Linked DNA regions of Zea mays: regions 1 and 2 are each linked to region 3. Evidence: chromatin contacts called from public Hi-C data. All regions are on one chromosome and are shown on one strand. Each heading gives the region's core, a stretch centred on a gene start, on an enhancer-like site or on the middle of the called end of the contact. The rest is flanking DNA. Distances are from core to core; before and after follow the strand shown. Region 1 has its middle 54 kb from the start of LOC118476237. Region 2 has its middle 16 kb from the start of LOC118476237. Region 3 holds the start of LOC100282091.

Region 1 (3,907 bases), core at 954-3,453, 180 kb after region 3:
GGGGGTAAACAAACAGGCCCTAAGTCCACTCGGTTCTGTGAAAGCTAGCTAACGACAAGCTATAATTAAGGATATATAGAATTATAGATGGCAATGAATCATGATCCAAATGTATCTTCACGATTCGTTTGAGACTTTAATTAATTTTAGTTCAAAAATGAATAAAAAAGTCTGATCTAAATACCATTCGATTCTTAAATTTTGTAGTCTAAAATTTAGAGCTCGTTACCACTCATAGATGGCATGCAGCCTACGGAGCCGGCTCGTGCATGTGCGAGGACCTGCTTGGAGCTCTTTATGTAATAAGTGCATTTGAGGTCAAGAGATCCACCTTATTAACAAACTATGTGTATACTTTTGTAAAGATGATATAATCATTGCACTTTGAGAAGAAAGAATGGAATACCAAGAAATGTATTTGTTTTAATATGGTTTTTGAAAACCAGAAGTACATTTATCGTATACTCCCTCCATCCCGTCGTAACGACTTTTTATTGCAGTCTCTGTTTAGAAGCACCTAGTTTTTAATAAACTGGTTTATAGAAATTGAGGTCATTCGAATATACCAGTTTATGACATAGTTTATATAAATTATATTTTTGGTTTCTTAAAAACTAAGAAACTGATTTATCCTAGCTAAAAAGATAAAAACCGATTCTTAAAAATTGGGTTGCTTCCGAATAGAACTTAAATCACATGGTTTTTAGTTAGGCATACTTAATATCAATGGGGAGAGAATGATATATATATATATATATATATATATATATATATATATATATATATATATATATATATATATATATATATATATATATATATATATATATATATATATATATATATATATATATATATATATATAGTAAATAACAAGAGTCAAGAGGTGATTTATTTCCTTGTATACTTTGGACAGTGGAAGTTGGAACGAGCAAAGTAAACAGCGGTGGTAAGCACAGTGTCCTCTTGTCTCCCACCCCCACGTTACTACAGCTGAGCAGAGCATCATCACCCATCTGACGTGACGACGGATCAGAAGGCGTCTTTTATTTGCATCAGAGTCACGATCAAATTCCAGCACCCGAATTATTACCACACGCGACCAGCAGGCCGTGCGCGTACGCAGCAGCACGTTGATGAATATAGCGCGCGCAGTCCGTGCATGGCTACCGGCACGGCCACACCCACACAGCCCTGGCCACCGGTCTGCGCGAGCACGTCCACGCAGAAAACGCCAACCCGGCCGGCACAGGGGTGCTGCCTGCCGCTGCGTTCAGTTGTCAGTCACCATGGTCCATGGCGCGCGCGCGCCTTCAGCCAGGGCAGGGCTACTGCACGTACGTACGTACATCTCTGCACGACTGCACCTGCGCTTACGTACGTACGTACGTACGCTTGTCGCAGCTTGTCCTCGCCAACATGAAGGCGCGCACCGGCCGGCCCGCCCGCCCGCCCGTTGGACCCCGCCGCGCGTGCCTGGGCAGTCGCCGCTGGTGTGTAGTGTCGGGAGGGCCGGCCAGCCAGCTGCGGCTGGTGTGGTGGAGCAGTGGAGCCCGCCGCACCTGCCCCACGAACGGGGCGACGCGCGCCCGCATGCGGCAGCACGGGGAGCTAGCTACAACGACACAGGCCGCTAGCCTAGCTCTCCGTCGTCGGTGTGCGGTCCGAACCTGCCCTGGCCCTCCCTCCATGCACGGACGCATCTGCCAGTACTGGGGCGGGGTCCGGGGTGCGTGGTCTGCTGCGATCACGCGCGAGATGTTTTTGACAAAGCCGCCCCCACCCATACACACGTAGGAGTAGTAGTAATAGCTGCGAATCGAATTGATTGAAGGAGTACGCCGGCGGTGACAATAATTGACACCCGCTGCCGGATCAACAATTGATCGCTGCTGCTCGATCTACGCGACAATCCATGCATGCATGCCACGTGCCCGTACATTTGCAGGCCGGGGCCCGGTCAGAGCGATCGCGATCTCTCCGGTAGTACTCCGTATAGTGTAGCTCGGAGCTCGCGCGGCTGTAGTTAGCTAGGATTGGAGCTGAGGGTTTACTACACAGCACACAATGGCGTACATGCGTCATGCGTGCTGGTCAGCCCGGCCTCGAAAAGCACATCAGTGAGCTCTACGGAGTACGGACCACTCTGAGACCCTGCCGTGCGTACACCCAACCCACCCACCAATGCTCTGGATTTGATCATCGTCGCAGGGCGCAGGCCATGCCGCGCAGGCGCAGTGCGCGTGCGTCCTGTCCATGGCATGCACGGATGCACCGCCACATGTTGATCGACGACGGTGCATGTGCATTAATTGGTGGCTTTTTGGCTTGCAGACTGGAGTACTCCTGTGAACACCAGCACCCTGCAAAGCCTGCGATAGCTTTACCGATGCCATCGATCGATGTGAAGCGAGCTGCCAGTGCCAGCCCTTCCCCATGCATACATGCAGCTGATGGATGGATGGATGGGTGACGACTGACGACTGAACGAATGACTGATGAAACCCCCACCCCACCTCTTGTTGGCTTCTGCATGCATTGGCAGATCGATCGCAGCAGCATATCTGCATATGCATATCTCGTTTGGTGGAGGCAGGCAGTAATGCTGGCTGGACTGCGCGCGACTACTATAGGCGTGGATGCCTTTCACTTTTGCGTGCAACCGCCGCGCAGCATGCAGGACAGGACTGACTGCATCGGGGAGGGAACAGTCAGAAAGGGCCCGGTACGGTCGGTCTCAGCCTTCTCTCAGGTCATCGATTCAACCGCATAGTATACACTTATGCACCGCTCCGTTCGTATACTTACATAGCTTAACATCTGTTCTAAAATCAAAAAAATAAAATGTAAGCACAATTATTCTTAGAAACAGAATCATCTTACTCTACCTGTTTTTCTCTCTCGCTCTCTGTCTCTACTTTCTCTCCTTTCAAAATACAATGGTTTTACACCTCTATTGATCGAGAGGTACACATGTGTGACTTCTCAATAATATATTACGTTTTCATCTATATTTTAGAAACACAATTATGTTAGGACTCTGAATGGATCTTTGTCTGGTGACAACGATTTCAAAACGCAACGATTATTTTTGGAGCCTCTCTGAGCGGATATCTCTATGTAGTTGCTCGGTCTGCAGAGCTCTCCTCCTCACTTCTAATAATGGCACATGCATGCATGAATAATGGATCTTGTCTGTCGCATGTAACGGAGTCAAACAATCTAGATTTTAAACAAATATATGTAACAGAATATTAAATGCTATGAGATGCAATAAGTGCCATATAAATTAATCGTACACTGTCTTTTTTTATAGAAGATTTAACTACATACCCAAATAAAAATGATATAAATTTAAGATTGTTTCACTCGAATAAGGCCTCCATGCATTTAACTAAAGATCTTTTTTGGTCCTAAAAAATGCAATATTTACATAGAAGAAACTATCACATAAAAAAAGAACACATGTACCTATATATACTCTTTTTTTAATCAATCTTCACATGTGTTAACGGGACAAAACCAAATGTTGGGGACTTGTTCTCAAATACTATGAATTAAGAACAAGGCAACACAAGATGTTAAATGTTAATACCCTTCGTCATTCGAAGCATTATTTCCCTTAGGATATAATGATCTTCAGACGAAGGCCATGAAAGACATACCTTCATCATCGCAGTATATGTTAAATAAAAGAAGAAGCATATGAAATATGGAATATGAAGTGAAATGTAGACAATTATATGTTGTTATCAATTCATTTCTGTATTATTATTATTAAAGAATAAAAACGACATCAAGTTACAGATGTACCTTCAGTTTGGAAGGAAGTAAAAGTACAAGCGTGACACAAAAAGCAAATGCCAAGTCAGCGTGAACAGTACGGGGGTACTGTTCACCTATTTAT
Region 2 (4,002 bases), core at 491-2,990, 250 kb after region 3:
AGAGGTTGCACATCTTTATCCGCAAGTTGTGTTACCCATTTGCTAAAGGATAGCGACTCCCATACACCTCTTCCAAAGAGGTGAGATACGGTTCACTACGAGGCTTTTACAAAGATCTGCTAGCATGAGAAAACCCGCTACGATTTCAGGAAGAGATGGTAGAGGCCTCCCTCAATAGAAAGCCACCACAATGCAGATCAACCCGAGAACCGACATATACTTGAGCAACTCTTCCTTTTGTCGAGTGTCGTTCTACGTCGAGTGTTTCGGCCTCGGTAAACGAGGTCTATGTCAAGAATCTTATTTCGCCGAGAGTGTCACTCGTCAATGAATGCTTTGCCGAGTGTCCGATAAAATACATTCGGCAAAGCGCCCAGCTAAGAGCCGGATTCCGGTAACGATTCTTACGATCGAGTGACATATAAAATGACATGTCGGTGACTCATTGTCAGTAACGTATAATTAAATGATCTTAATAAAGATGGAAAGAAATTATGAGCACGTGTCCCAGAGCGCCGTGTACGGGTCAGTCGGACCGCTGGGTTGATTTCTTGGTAGCCCGTCCCGTCGCCGTCCTCGGGGTATTATGGCTCCGTTTGGATCCGATAGGATTCTGAAAAATCCCACGCAAAATATCTCATAGAGATTCAAACGGGCTAGATTTTAGATGCTACAATACATTATTCGGTCCAAAATCTTGTATCCACGGTTAGGTAAGATAAAAGGAGATTCTACAACCAACAGATGTTAAAAAGACAAAGATAACCTTGAAAATGGTACCAGTAGGCAGAGAAGGTAAGGACAATAAAGAAATATATGTTCAATGTGCAGCTCAAATATCTACAATCCAAACAAGCTAGATAGAGATCATGCATAATCTAGATAATACAAAATCCAGATTTTAAATATCTATATTTGGCGTCCCTAGCTTGTCGGAAAGCTTGCTCGCACATCAAGGGACGGCGATCACATGGTCCCTTCAAGTTCAAGCAGCTAGCAGGCCCTTCAATTTTCCCAGATCTAAGATCTCTTTCTTTATCAGTACTTATTGCTCCTGTTTGATGATCCAGAATCTATTCAACACTCTTGCTGCCACCTTCCTTCGCAGCGGACAAAACAGACAGCAGTGTTCCCCAGCGCCAGCCAGGCCCTTCTCCTGCGTTGTAGTACAGTGCTGGCCTGCTGGGCAATGCCCCGTATATACGGTAAGGCTGTGTCCGCAAGGTCTGGTAAAGGATCCGATACCTTAAGGTCCTGTTTGGTTCCTTTAGTCACTAGACTAAATTTTAGTGACTAAAGTTTAGACGCTAAAGTACCTCGTTTGGTTTCAGTGATTAAACCGGACTAAAGAGCATTAATTACTGTGAATAATGACTATTTTATCCCTATTAATTAATAAATGTTTGTTATAAGAATAAAGTGAAGATGATAAATAAGGTAAAAATACTACTTTAGTCTCTTTTAGTCACCCCTTAGTGAATAAAGAACGAAAATTTAGTTACCCCACTTTAGTCACCATGTTTGCTTCTTTAGAGACTAAAAGTAACTAAACTTTACTAACTAAACTTTAGTCACCCCAAACCAAACGGGGCCTAAATGTAGCGAACGTCGGCCTCCTTTTTACCTCCAACAATATCCGGTAAACTGCACGCTAACTTTTAGCGCTCGTCCAGGAGACGCCAAATGTGGAGCTTGCTGAGTGTCCGCTAAACGCCAACCGGTTCTCTCTCGCGCCTTGAAATGTCTGCTTTCTCTCTGTGGCGGGCACCGTGCTACCGCCCTAGTCCAGCCCGAGGCATCCAGCCTCGCCGTGCTGGTCTCCGCCGGCCAGGGCCAGGTCCTCGGTGGAGCATCCTGGGGCCCCTTGTTGCCACCAGGCTCGCCACGGCCTTCGTCATCGCGTTCTATGAGCGCCTCCCGCTTGCCGATGCACCAGAGCTCAATGTCAAGCCGAATCTCTCCACAGCCACCTCGACCGGGCAAGATGTGTAGCCGCGGCTGTCAATGGCGCCCTCCCAGCACCCTCCGGCCATAAGCAACCGATGCATCCTTCCCAGCGGTGATTTTTTTGGGTCCTTCGATTTATGTTTTTTGTTGTGGAAACAGACTGATTTTTGCCATTACATTTTATCGTTGGTTTGTTGGATGAATCGAGATGAATCATACGAGTAATGTTATGATTAATTGGTCATTTGGCAAACAAGGTTCAGATTTGTAGCTTAGACCGTCAAGGTGTCGTGATTGAATTTGAATATGACTGTTTAACGTTGAATAAGTAAGGTAGTTGTGTATTCTGTTAATACTGTAGCTATAGAGGACTAAATTTAGGGAACCTTGTTAGAGACTGAGATGATATAGAGGATAAAATCTTTTAGAGTGTGCTGTAAAGGACAGAGAATATTTTTTTAGGGGACGAAATTTAAGAGACTTTACTGGAGACAGACTACAGAGTTGCCCCTCTCAATTCGCTATCACACACGAATAAATGCATGCAATGCAATTTGCATTGCAATGCAATGGTCCAAATGAGCGAAAGAACACAGCCATGTGTGCCACAAATCGATGGTCTGCACATCCTGTCCGGTACTATCATTGTGCTGGTCCTCCTCTTGTTTTGTAAGTAGTTTGTACTACGTGCAGATTGGTGTGACCTTGACCGGCACTTGCAAGGCTCTGCTCATCGGGTAGATATTATTAGAGTATAAAAGATCATCATGCATGTGCTACACTGACACCAGCACGAAGAAATTTTCCAAGGGATGGGCGAATTATGATGAGATTTGAGAGTGACGGATCGCCGAGCAATACAGTACGAGTAGCAAGGTGGTTTCAACTGACACGGAAACATATGCAGCCTGGCACTGCCTGCATTTCTACGCTGCGGTACTAGCTAGTTGACGTCAGATGCAGTTATGTGCGTGTATCATACACGTGGTATTCTCAGTTAGTGGCTTACCTGGCGTGTTTAATCAAAACATATCCAAAGGGCAACCGCTCACATGGTTATACCTTTCCGGGTCCTTTCTCACTATATCATACGGATTCGTACATTTGGAGATACCAAAGCATCGTGATCCCATTCCTTGCACGAGCAATCAAGCCCTCTCTGCTGTCATCTGTTTTGTAGCCTAGATGAGTTGAAAAAGATTAAATAATATAAAAATGATCTTACAAAATACCTAATGAATCACTCACAAATATACTAATCATGTCTGACATTAGGTAGATTTATCTTTGGAGTCTTTATGCTCTAAAACTGTCATACTACGGTAGTATCACTAAGTGATTTCGATAGTACACGCTCACCATTCATTTGAAATCACGTTGCGTAGTTTTCTTTTTTAATTATTTTTATTGTAGATAGAAGACTCTTCCAAACGATGTTGTAGGAAACTACCGGTAACAATGCCAACTCAACAAGTTTGTAAACTCAATGGAAAACAATGTGCTTTTTGTTGCTAAACTCCCAACATCCATACAACTAGGAAAGGCAAAATGTCTTCTCACATGAAAAAATCTATGCCTCTAGTCGATCGTTTGTTACTGCATGATCACCATCTGATAAATCGTCACTATAAATTACAGCCACTCTAGAAAGCTAGTTCATGTCAAACTTAGAGAATTTATAAAGACATAAGAAGCAAACTAATAACTATGTGCTTGCTTCAACAAACCGATGATTCATCTCTACATAAATTTTATCAACCACGACATAAACAATCTCACTCCGATAATGATGAAGATTACTAACAGTGAACACTCCATGTCTCTATCTACCTATGACTTGTATTTCTCATCTATATTTGGCACCAAATAGATTTGTCATTACAAAATTGTTGTACCTCATCAAATAGTTTTTTGCGTCCAATATCTCTTATATACTAACAAAACTTTAACATCAGAAATGAATTGTCATGGACAATGTCAACATCTTTTCTTTGTAAGATATTTGAAAGCTCATGCATCATAGCAAGCAATCGTAACATGACCTTTAAAATACAA
Region 3 (4,035 bases), core at 101-2,600:
TCGCGCATGAACCGCGCATCAACCGTAACCGGCGCATCGCGTCCGCAGGAAGCCTCGTCTCCTGCCATGGCCTCGTGTGACGTAGCGTAACCAGTCGGCGACGAACATGTTCAGTCCATCAGGAGACGAGGACGTGGAGCGAGCCGTTCTTGGCGGCCGCGCAGACGGGGCAGGCGTCCACGCCGGCCTCGCACGCGCGGCACAGGCACAGGTGCCGGCACGGGAGCAGCAGCACGGACGCCTCGCCGGCGCCGCACGACCTGCACGCCAGCTTGGACCTGGACGCGCACGACGCGCCGCCGTCCTCGAAGCAACACGACTCGGCGTCCTCGGCCTCACCGCCTTCCTCGCGGCCGCCGCCGGCGCCATAGGGTGACTGCAGGAGCTGGTCCAGCGTGGCGCGGAGGCCAGCGGCGGCGGCCTCGTGCCTCCTGGCGACGGCCATCCACGCCTGGCACTCGGCGCCCGCCTGCCGGGCCTTCTCCTCCAGCTCCGCGCCGCGCCGGAGCGCGCGCTCGAGGTCCGTCTCCGACGCGCGCAGCCGCCCCGACGCGGCGCGCCCCACGGCGGCCAGCAGCGCGCGGGCGTGCCGCCGCCGCGCCTCCTCCAGCGCCGCGCGCATCCTCTCTGCCTGTGCACCACAAGATAATGTCTCACAGATCAGACACCGTCGGACCATGCGTTGTTGTCCCCATATGACGAAGAAGGAAGAAGTCGGTCGATTCCCAGTTATTAACCATCAATTGACAGATGATAGATGAAGATCACGACCGAACAATGGCCGCCCGTACCTCAAGTCTAACGAGCGCGTCGATCTCCACGCCGTGGCGGTGCGTCCACGACGACAGCAGTCCCCGCGAGGCCGCCACGGTCGCGCCACTTGCCACCCTCCCACTGGTGGACGCCGTGCCGGAGGCCGCCACCGCCCGGCGGCTCCGCGCGTTGACGAACGGTGCCACAGCCACAGGCAGTGGCAGCAGGCGCTCCGTGCCCGCCGGAGGCAAACCCGCGCGCTGGTCTTCTGAGAGACCACCGCCCGCTGCTGGCGCCGCCGTCTCCAGGCGCGGCCGCTTCCTCGGCAGGAAGCCGTCGTAGTTGCACCAGGCAACCTCGACGCGCGGGAAGTCGCTGAGCGCCGTCGTGGCGTCCCCGATCCGGGCCGGGGCCGGGGCCGCGGCTGGCGCGCACCCGGCGTACTCGTCCAGGAACAGGTAGCCGCCCGCCGCCTGGGCTGCTAGGTCGTGCGACAGGTGCCGCCCCTGCACGGCCATGGCAAGGCGCAAGGCGCAACTCAAGGACGACCGCGAAGGCGTTGGGCGGGCGTGGGAACCGACCGCCAGTGGGAGGAGTGAGAATGGATGGTTTGCAACCGATGTGGTTATATATATACTGTCACGGTTAGGGAAGGCATGCCATGACTCCGGCTCGGGTGGGGCGGAAGAGCGAAGACTGTGAGCCGGTGCCAACAAAAACACGTAGTAGGGGGGGCACGGCGCGCGGATGCGATCGAGGCCGGGACAAAATCGGATCGCTTTCCACCCGCCCTGGCCGGGCCGGGTGGGGCGGACGCCGTTCGCGGTTCGCCTAGCAATAGCAAGCTGCTAGCTAATCCCCATTCCAGACGGGCGGACATTCACTCGGTTTATTTCAGCGAACCAACGGAGTGATCAGATTTTTTTTACCCCGTGGTCTGCTGCTGCTGCTGCCAATATGATGGGTAGGTAGTACATACTCGATGGACTGTAGTATGTGTTATTCATTTTGCTTTCGCTTTCACGTGCGTGTATGTGATCTGTAGTAAATGGTTGTTTTTATCTCTCCGTATCTACCGTTCTTTGGTATTTTCCTTTTTTCTCCATTTCTCTCACCTTTCTCTTGGTCACATTCATGGGCTGACATCCGTTCAATTTTCTCGCTTTTCCATTTATTGATTTTTTTAATCTTTTTTCCCTATCAGATTTTATTTTCTCGCGTTCTTTGTCCTCCTCCTGTTTTTTCTCTCTCTATCTTTTTATTTATCTCTCTCTCTCTCTTTTGTATTAAACGTTGAGAAATCCGATCAAAATAAATTACATACATAAGAATTAAGAATACGTCGAGAAATCTGATGAGTGCGATATGATGTTCGGCGGTGGACGTGGACCGGGCTGGATGGATGGATCAACAAATGTTGATGGATGGGCCACACCCCACTTCCATGTTTCATGGCCGATTCAAGTCGTCTAGCTAGCTAGTGCATGTCGTCCTGGCTTTTTTTCTCTGCTTTGTTCTGGATCGGATGGGAAAGCTAAAACTAGCGCATCCGTGTCCGTGTCCGTGTCCGTGCCACTAGTAAAAGCAGCGATGTGCATCTCCGGCTGCGGCGGGGCAGCCGGTCAAAGTCTTCCCCCGTCGGAGACGGGCTTACCGCACGCGAGAAAGATCCGATCTCGCAGTCGCAGTGAAACTTCACCCTCGAACGACGAACCATGGCGATGCGATGCGACGCGGCCCAAACAGTCGCAGTCCCTGCCTGGACGACGTGCGGCTGCGGTTTCAACGCCACCCAGCGAGAAAGGCGCGCGGGAAGTCAGGAACCACGAACCATGCAAAGTGATTTTCTCCGCACGTTGCATATGGGGTTTTTTTTTTCTTCAAATGATTCGATTCCAGATGCATGCCGGCCCGGATCATTGGGTACGTTAAGTACGATCAACGACCTCCGCTGGGCTGGCAAGCTTGGAAAGACTTTAATTATCAGGCGTCAGGCTTAGCGGTTGACCGGTTATGCCAGTGGTACAAGCAGGCAAGCAGCACAGTAGTCGCCTCCTGTCCCTCTGATATGGCAAGAGTACCACTTTATGCATAAGTAGGAACTGTTTGGTTCCACCTAAGGGCTTGTTCGTTAGAGTTGGAATTGGCTGGTATGATGGCGTGATCCATGGGTGTCATCCCAACCTGGATCAAATACCAGCTCACGAAGAAATAGTTGTTCGCTTAGCCCACACGTGTTTACAAACCAGGCCCAATCCACACGAAAAACCTCAACCCCGGCCTCGAATTCGTCCACAAACCAACAGCTGTGGAACTCATCCCGGCCACACTACGCCGCCCACGGTGCGGAAGCGAGCAGTGGCGCGATTCGAGACGATGGCGACGCAAGGCTTCTTCCGCCGCTGGTCGCCCTCTTCGTCAGGGCTCTTTTCTCCTGTGAGTTCTTGCTTCCCTTCTCCTCTCCTGTGTCTATGTCCTAGGGATTGAGTTTCTTGCCGACGCTTCACACTCCGCTGATGGTCGCCGCCACCTACGGGAGCCTTGCTGCCCTCCGTTTCGGATGGAATTTCTAAACCTAAGAAAATACTAGTTTGGGCAGCAGCGGTTCTCAAAACTATTTGCTAATATAACTATTGCATGCAAATACCTTAGTAGGCTGGCTAGATTTGGTCGTCCAAATCAAGTAGCAACGTACGCGAGAAGCTCGATTAATTACACGCACTGCTCGTCAGCTATGAGCGTCCGGAGTCCGGCAAAGCCAGAGTTCCAGGCCAAAGCACGCGCAGATCTTGTCCGGGAGGATCAGAAAACCCTGCTTCTAGTCTGGAGGAGCTGCTAGAGCATTATATCGACTTGGGGTAACTCGGTTGGACCTAAAGCTGCAACTGGTGAAATGGGGGTTCAGATTATTCTACCATAGAAATGCCTAGAGCGACCAGCATCCCCATTGCTAGGGAGATCAGCTGAGCTACTGAGCTCTTGAGGGTTGTTTTCTGGTCGTTCATCTGTGGTAGGACTCCCGCGACAGCAATGTAAATGTAGCTAATTTAAATATGTTCAGGCAACTCATATGCACAAATATTGTTGTTCATACATATATGGATCATCCATGTATGGGTGTGTTTGTTGTTCATATATTTAGCTAATTTAAACACACCCATATATATGTTCATATATAATTTAAATATATGTTTGTTGTTCATACATGGTTGTTCATGAGTTGCCATACATATATTTAGCTAATTTACATATATTTAGCCAACTAGCTAGTCCCTACGGTTC

Evidence for each region. A called contact is a pair of places that touch in the nucleus more often than the background predicts.
Region 1: a Hi-C map of tassel shows a contact between it and region 3, with 4 times the contacts expected there. The contact joins the enhancer-like site here to the promoter of LOC100282091 in region 3. A contact is called at or near these places in 6 of 25 Hi-C or Micro-C datasets (ear, endosperm, leaf and 2 more) and 1 of 3 datasets of contacts at active chromatin or transcription factors (leaf).
Region 2: a contact with region 3 is called in a Hi-C map of ear, with 4 times the contacts expected there. The contact joins the enhancer-like site here to the promoter of LOC100282091 in region 3. A contact is called at or near these places in 2 of 25 Hi-C or Micro-C datasets (ear and endosperm).

Annotation. Positions count from the first base shown.
Region 1 is chr2:63,087,472-63,091,378 of Zm-B73-REFERENCE-NAM-5.0, reverse strand. No RefSeq gene overlaps it. Among protein-coding and RNA genes, the nearest start is that of LOC118476237, 54 kb to the right of the region's middle. Within about 2 kb of position 2,203, at least 19 of the 20 cell types and tissues checked have an H3K27ac peak or open chromatin away from gene starts, as enhancers often do. A contact at or near this core is called in ear, endosperm, leaf and 1 more, where this site is marked.
Region 2 is chr2:63,017,674-63,021,675 of Zm-B73-REFERENCE-NAM-5.0, reverse strand. No RefSeq gene overlaps it. Among protein-coding and RNA genes, the nearest start is that of LOC118476237, 16 kb to the left of the region's middle. Within about 2 kb of position 1,740, at least 16 of the 20 cell types and tissues checked have an H3K27ac peak or open chromatin away from gene starts, as enhancers often do. A contact at or near this core is called in ear, where this site is marked.
Region 3 is chr2:63,264,223-63,268,257 of Zm-B73-REFERENCE-NAM-5.0, reverse strand. It overlaps LOC100282091, which reads right to left and starts at 1,350. Exons shown (of 2, transcript NM_001371822.1): 1 at 792-1,350; 2 at 1-631. The coding sequence starts at 1,271. The coding sequence ends at 119.